Linked DNA regions of Zea mays: region 1 is linked to region 2. Evidence: chromatin contacts called from public Hi-C data. All regions are on one chromosome and are shown on one strand. The core of a region is the stretch at or near the end of the contact, and the rest is flanking DNA. Distances in the headings are between cores, read along the strand shown.

Evidence for each region. A called contact is a pair of places that touch in the nucleus more often than the background predicts.
Region 1: a Hi-C map of ear shows a contact between it and region 2, with 5 times the contacts expected there. The contact joins the promoter of LOC103646542 here to the promoter of LOC100192538 in region 2. A contact is called at or near these places in 5 of 25 Hi-C or Micro-C datasets (bundle sheath, ear, endosperm and 2 more) and 1 of 3 datasets of contacts at active chromatin or transcription factors (leaf).

Annotation. Positions count from the first base shown.
Region 1 is chr2:65,504,022-65,507,412 of Zm-B73-REFERENCE-NAM-5.0, reverse strand. It overlaps LOC103646542, which reads left to right and starts at 2,004. Exons shown (of 2, transcript XM_008671266.3): 1 at 2,004-2,713; 2 at 3,257-3,391. The coding sequence starts at 2,080.
Region 2 is chr2:65,071,295-65,074,243 of Zm-B73-REFERENCE-NAM-5.0, reverse strand. LOC100192538 (cytochrome b-c1 complex subunit Rieske, mitochondrial) reads left to right here and starts at 1,582. Exons shown (of 2, transcript NM_001137757.1): 1 at 1,582-1,831. The coding sequence starts at 1,657. LOC113687172 (glycine--tRNA ligase, mitochondrial) reads left to right here. Exons shown (of 9, transcript NM_001367480.1): 6 at 1-38; 7 at 185-265; 8 at 346-751; 9 at 876-1,282. The coding sequence ends at 1,123.

The DNA of each region.
Region 1 (3,391 bases), core at 755-3,254, 430 kb before region 2:
TACCGAGCCCAGATAACTTTTTAGACTGATACATGTCCTTTGGCATCTTGTGATTCTCCGGAAGTACATCACTGATCAAGTTCAAAAGCTCCTTGTAACAGTTGTTTGAGAATGCAAACTTAGACTTAATAGCCATAAGTCGAGTCACAAATACAAGGACGGTCACTTTTGTGTGCACATGCAACGGCTCTTCGGCAGCTTTAAGGAGCTCGAAGAACTTCTGAACCTCAGGTTTAGCTGGATCCTCAAACTCGGTGGGTTGACCGGGGTTCTCCGAATCGATGGTTAGAAGCTCATGGCGTACATCGTCAAGCATCTCTTCCATCCTATCGTAGTCCTCCTCTTCATGTGACTGAACTTCTGATACAATACGAGGAGGTGGGTCCTCACCGTGGTGCACCCACACCTCATAGCCTGGCATATAACCGTTCTTGCAAATATGTATCGACATAGTCCTCCTGTCAAGGAAATTAATGTTCCGACACTTGCTACAAGGGCACCTAACATCGGTTCCAGTCTCTGACCGAGCAAAAGCATGGTCGAGAAAAGCATCAGTCTTGGCAACCCACTCACTTGATAGAGCACCTCTTTTCTTCCAACCTTCATACATCCATCGACGATTCTCCTCCATACTAGATACGAGACGTTAACTTAATTAGATAAGTAATGCACGGACCATCTGTTTTTACGAAGAAATCACGCCCCTACATCTGTAGGAAAGGATAGGTCCTAAACCCACCCAGGAGTGACCGACGAGCCCGTGTTTATGACAAGACATGTGGTCGTGCGAAATTTTGGCAGCATAACCCCGCTGTTCTCCAATCGCACGCCTAAAAATGGTGCAATTGGAGAACAGAGGGGTTATGTTGCCGAAACTAAGCAGGAGCACATGCTTTTGTCATAAACACAGACTCTGTCGGTCACCCCGAGGCTGTCCAATAAAGGGACAATTCTGGCCCAACATACCTCACATGTGTCGCTTGTAAGGTGTGTTGGGCCGAAACGGGTGACGCCTAGGTTTCGTTTGTTCACACTACGATACACTATGATTAACTAGAATCATCGTGCATTATTAAATAATAAAACTAATAAACCACAATACAATATTACATACGAAATAACATTGTTATGGATGACAAATCATATAAAATGACCTTATTTCCGAGGGCATAATAATTACCCTCGGAAATTAAAAATTTAAATTATCTAAAGCACCACTAAATGAACTAAAACAAGCTAATTTAATTACATAATCAAATTTTGGCCGTCGGACATAACAAACTAAACAATCAAATACATTCATACATACAATTCTAATCAAATACATTCATACATACAATTCTTATCAAATACATTAATACATACAATTCTAAAAAACAATGTTAAGGATACTCACTTAGCGGTAGTTGTGGTTATGCCGTTGGCGAGGAGCAGCAGCGCGGGAGACACCGGACAGCGGGCGTGGGGAGCCGGACGGCGGCGGGCGCACGGTGCGACCGGGGCCTCGGCGAGCGCGCAGGCACGACGGCTGCCTCGGTGAGCGCGCTGGCGCGGCGGCGACGAAGCGGGCACGGCGGCGAGGCGACGGCGCGGAGAGAGAGAGAGAGCACCGAGCGCGCGAGAGAGAAATGAAAATCGAAACGGCCCTAGCGCCGTTACCTTGAAATCAGTAATCTCCGACGGCTACGCTGCCAGCCGTCGGACATAACCTTATCTCCGACGGCCTCGTACACAGCCGTCGGAGATAAGCAGTATTTCCGAGAGCCCGTTGTGGCCGTCGGACATAACCTTATCTCCGACGGCCTCGTAGGCGGCCGTCAGAGATAAGGTGGCCGTCGGATGTTTGTTAGTTTACTGTAGTGGAAGGCGCCGCTATCTTGTCTTTTCCGAATTCCGACATGCATGCTGCTAATAAAGCAATATTAGTATTATTATTAGAGATGTCCCAAGTTTTAAGATAACCTTTTTTACCCTTTCGGAACTAAGTTTACAGTACAAAAGGTTTCATCTTCCTTTCTCTCTCTTACTAGCCAACACAGTAAATAAACAATAAATAATAAAGATAAAAGAGAAGGCATTATGCGCATCTCTCTCCGCGTACTTATCAGTAGCGAGCTCGGCACGTCATTGTGCACTGCTGCACCGAGCCTAGCGCGAGCCTCCGTCCGAAAGTCCAAATCTTCAGCTCTCTCCTTGACGCATGCCCGGATCGATCGGTCCAGCTCTACCCACCGGAGGAGGAGGCAGATCAACGGGCAGCTGACTAAGGTGGATCCACGGAGGAGGCATGGCAAGAGGCCCCTACCCGCCGACGAGGAGGAGGAAGAGGAGGAGGAGCTGCCCCCGCCGCCGGCAAAGTACGAGCAGCTGGATCAGGAGGAGAAGCATCACGTTGTCGTCTCGCAGCTGCAAGCAGGAGCTACCTTTAGCGGTGGCCGAGGGTCTTCGTCGTCTTCCGTGGCCGGCCCTTCGCCGGAGGCGTACGCGCAGTACTACTACTCGGCGCGCGCCGACCACGACGCCTCCGCCGTGGCCTCCGCGCTAGCCCATGTCATCCGCGCCTCGCCCGACCAACTCCCGCCGCAGCAGGCCGCCTGCTTGTACGGCGCCGCCGGCGCGCCGGTCCTGCGGCAGGGAGAGGGAGACCATCCGCAACCGCAAGCGGCTGCGCACCACCATCCCGGTGGCCACGTCGCCGCCGAGGAGGAGCAAGGTACGCGCGCGCACGTAGCCATCCATCCTCTCTCATCGATCGATGCGAGCATAGCAAAGCTAGCATTACTCCTTGTCCTGTGTGCGCGCTCGATTGCGAAAGCAAGGCACGCACACACGGGCGCTTCCGCTCGCTCGATTGCGCGGCTAGCTGTTTGGAAGCTTCGCACCGTCCAAATCAGTGACACGTCGTCCATCATCGATGCAGCCTGTCAATTACCAGCAGCTAGCTAAGTATACTTACTCCTTGACTAGCAGTAATAGTCCGTGGGTTAATGAACACTCGAGAAAGCACACCAGCATGAACTGGGCAGGAGATCAAGCACCGCTAATTAACTATGCTGATTGACGAATTATCTTGCCAAGGAGTATTTTATGCGTACAAAGATTACGTTATCTGTGACGCAACGTGCTCTCACGACGATTTGATAAAACCTGTGTCCAGGCCAAGTAGGTGGTAGATAGTTAATTACTCTATTGAGCACGGCCATGTGTTTTGTAGTAGCGAATAAACTAAGCATGTTTTGCGCCGCGGGAGGTGCAGGTCTGAGGCGGCACTACCGAGGGGTGAGGCAGCGGCCGTGGGGCAAGTGGGCGGCGGAGATCCGGGACCCCAAGAAGGCGGCGCGGGTGTGGCTCGGCACCTTCGACACGGCGGAGGACGCCGCCATCGCCTACG
Region 2 (2,949 bases), core at 333-2,832:
AAGCACATGAGAAGTTTGCTGAACCCAGAGAAGTGGAGGTGAGCTTTACATTTTTACTCTGCACCAATGTTTTCCTCCAATAAAATGTTTCAGTCATTATCATCGCTATGAAGCTGTGATGTTTTGGTCAGTTTCTTTAAACTATCAGCTTTGCTATTAACAAGTTTCATTTTGGCATAGTCAGAAATTAGTTATAACGCCATCAAAGAAGGAACTTGGTCTTGCATTCAAAGGGAACCAGAAGTTGGTTGTTGAGTCATTGGAAGTAAGTTTCATAACCACATTGGCTTGTTATATTATGTTGCTGTTAGGCTGATCATCATTTACTTTATTATCTTTGTACAGGCCATGACCGAGACCGAGGCACTGGACATGAAAGCCGCGTTGGAATCCAGAGGGGAAGTCGAGTTCAAGGTGTGTACCCTTGGGAAGAATGTCACCATAAAGAAAAACATGGTTTCAATCAACATCGAGAAGAAAAAGGAGCACCAGAGGAAATTTACTCCTTCCGTCATAGAGCCATCCTTTGGGATCGGGCGCATCATATACTGCCTTTTTGAGCACTGCTTCTACCAAAGGCCTGGCAAGACCGAGGATGAGCAGCTAAACGTGTTCAGGTTTCCCCCTCTCGTTGCTCCAATAAAGTGCACCGTCTTTCCATTGGTCAAGCTCGAGAAATTTGAGGCTGTTGCCAAGAAGATCTCCAAGGCCCTGACAGCAGCTGGGATTTCACATATCATCGACATGACAGGTACATGGCCAAATCAGTAGAGTTGCGCTTGTTTTCTGTGGCACTGTTTATCTAAGTTCTGTTGCAATGGAGGTCTACAGTTTCAGTCGTTCTGAATTCTGATCCGTGACTGCCTCTGTTGCAGGTAATACAATAGGAAAACGGTACGCAAGGACGGATGAGATTGGTGTCCCCCTGGCGATCACGGTTGATCACACCACGAGCGTGACGGTGCGCGATCGTGACAGCAAGGACCAGATCCGCGTGGATGTGGACGAGGTGGCCTCGGTGGTGAAGGAAGTGACGGACGGGCAGAGCACCTGGGCTGACATCATGTGGAGGTACCCGGCTCACACGGCCTCGGCCGCCGACGAGGATGGGGCACAGCCCTGAAGAGGCACAGCCACAACACCACCCAACGATCGTTGGTCTCTGATAGTTCCTTCCTGCGTTCCTTAACAGAAACAGACTGCATTGTTGTGTAAGCCTACAGTAGCCAGATTCCTGCACATTTAAATTTCCACAAACAAATAGTAGCCTCTGTGTTATAAATTCTGCTACAACATTTCATCCTGTTTCACCCTTGAATGGACCTGTGATGTTTGCCTCGTCGTGATATGAAGGAACTAGAAAAACCACCTTTCCCACGGTCCGGGTTCACGGGAGAGCACCAGCAGAATTACAGTTATTAAGTGGAGGCCCATTTGGAAGCAGGCTAGCCAAGCTCACCACGTGCAAATCAGTGTGTGTGTTTCTTGGGCTGCAGAAATTGGGGCAGCGTAGCCCACCGCCCCCAATATTTTTCTCCGTCCCTCGTTTTCACCAGTCTCTCTTCTCTGTCTGTCTTCCTCCGTGCTTCCCGGCGCGAACCCTAGCCGAGATTAGATTGGAGGCGAGCGCCATCACCGGAGGAAGAGGGCGACACGATGCTGCGGGTTGCGGGAAGAAGGCTCTCGTCTTCCGTCTCCTGGCGCCCCGCCGTGGCGGCGGCCAGGGGCCCCCTTGCCGGTGCTGGCGCCCCCGACCGGGACGACGGCTCGGCTCGCGGCCGGAGCCAGACGCGGTTCTCCATCGACTCCCCCTTCTTTGTCACTGCCAGGGGTAAGAGCGCGCGTCCTTCCGCATGATTTCCGTGTCTGCTTGTAGATTTGGCTAGGACTGGGATCGGGATCCATCTGGCTTGATCTACGATACGAGGATTGCTAATTTCGCGAAGTTGTGGATGATTGCTTGGTTCTCGATGATGGCGTAGCTCTGCATCGAGTCCTTTCTGTTTAGTGATCCATGCTTGGTTCTCATGTAGCTTGATGTGCCGTAGCTGTAACTCTTACGTGGATCGGTCTTGTTAGCACTTCGTTAAGTAAGCGCCCCAACGTGTTTGGACGATTTGCGTTCCTTCAGGACCCAGGAGAATTTGTTCGCTTGTTTTTTAGCATTTTGTTATGCTGTTTGACATTCATTTCTTGATTTGCAGCCATTGAGCTGTGCTTTAACATAGACGAATGCCTCCTGCCCTTTCTGATTAGCACTGCCACTTGCCCTATGTGATCTCGTGAAAAACACAGGACAACTGCGTATCATTATATTAAGAAGAAAAATGTTTTGACCCATATACCAAACACCTAAACACACCAGTGAAAAACTACATGCTTGACTACAAGTTAAAACTAAAAAAAATGATCACAACCAACCATTATTTGGCGCAAGGGCGAGGAGATGAGAGGCCCCTCAAGCCCACCAAAGGAGTAGCTCATCCTTGATGAGCAACATAACCTCATTCAAGCTTGGCAAAATCCCATTAAAACGCAGCGATGGTGGTGATTCCAAATTGCCCGAGCTCCTAAAATGATGATGGGATTTTGCCCTTTTTGAACTGGACCACTCATTCTATAATTTGATTTTTACCCACTAATCATCAAAGGAAACATCATCCTGCTGAGGGGTTAAGGATTCTAGCCCCACTTGCTGCAGGAGGAGTACTGCACATGCCAAGCGAAAAGCCGAAAACACATGAGACAAGAAACTGGTCAATAGTTTCTTCCTCCTTATCACATAGCAAGCAACATTCATGATGCGGTAACCCCGCTTAGCAAGTTGATCTTCAGTCTAACATCTATTATGAGCGACCAACCACATGAACTTGCACTTGCTGGATTCCCAACGTTTCCTAATTCTCTTCCAAGGTCTAAAGAGGACATCCCCAACAAATAAACTCTCAT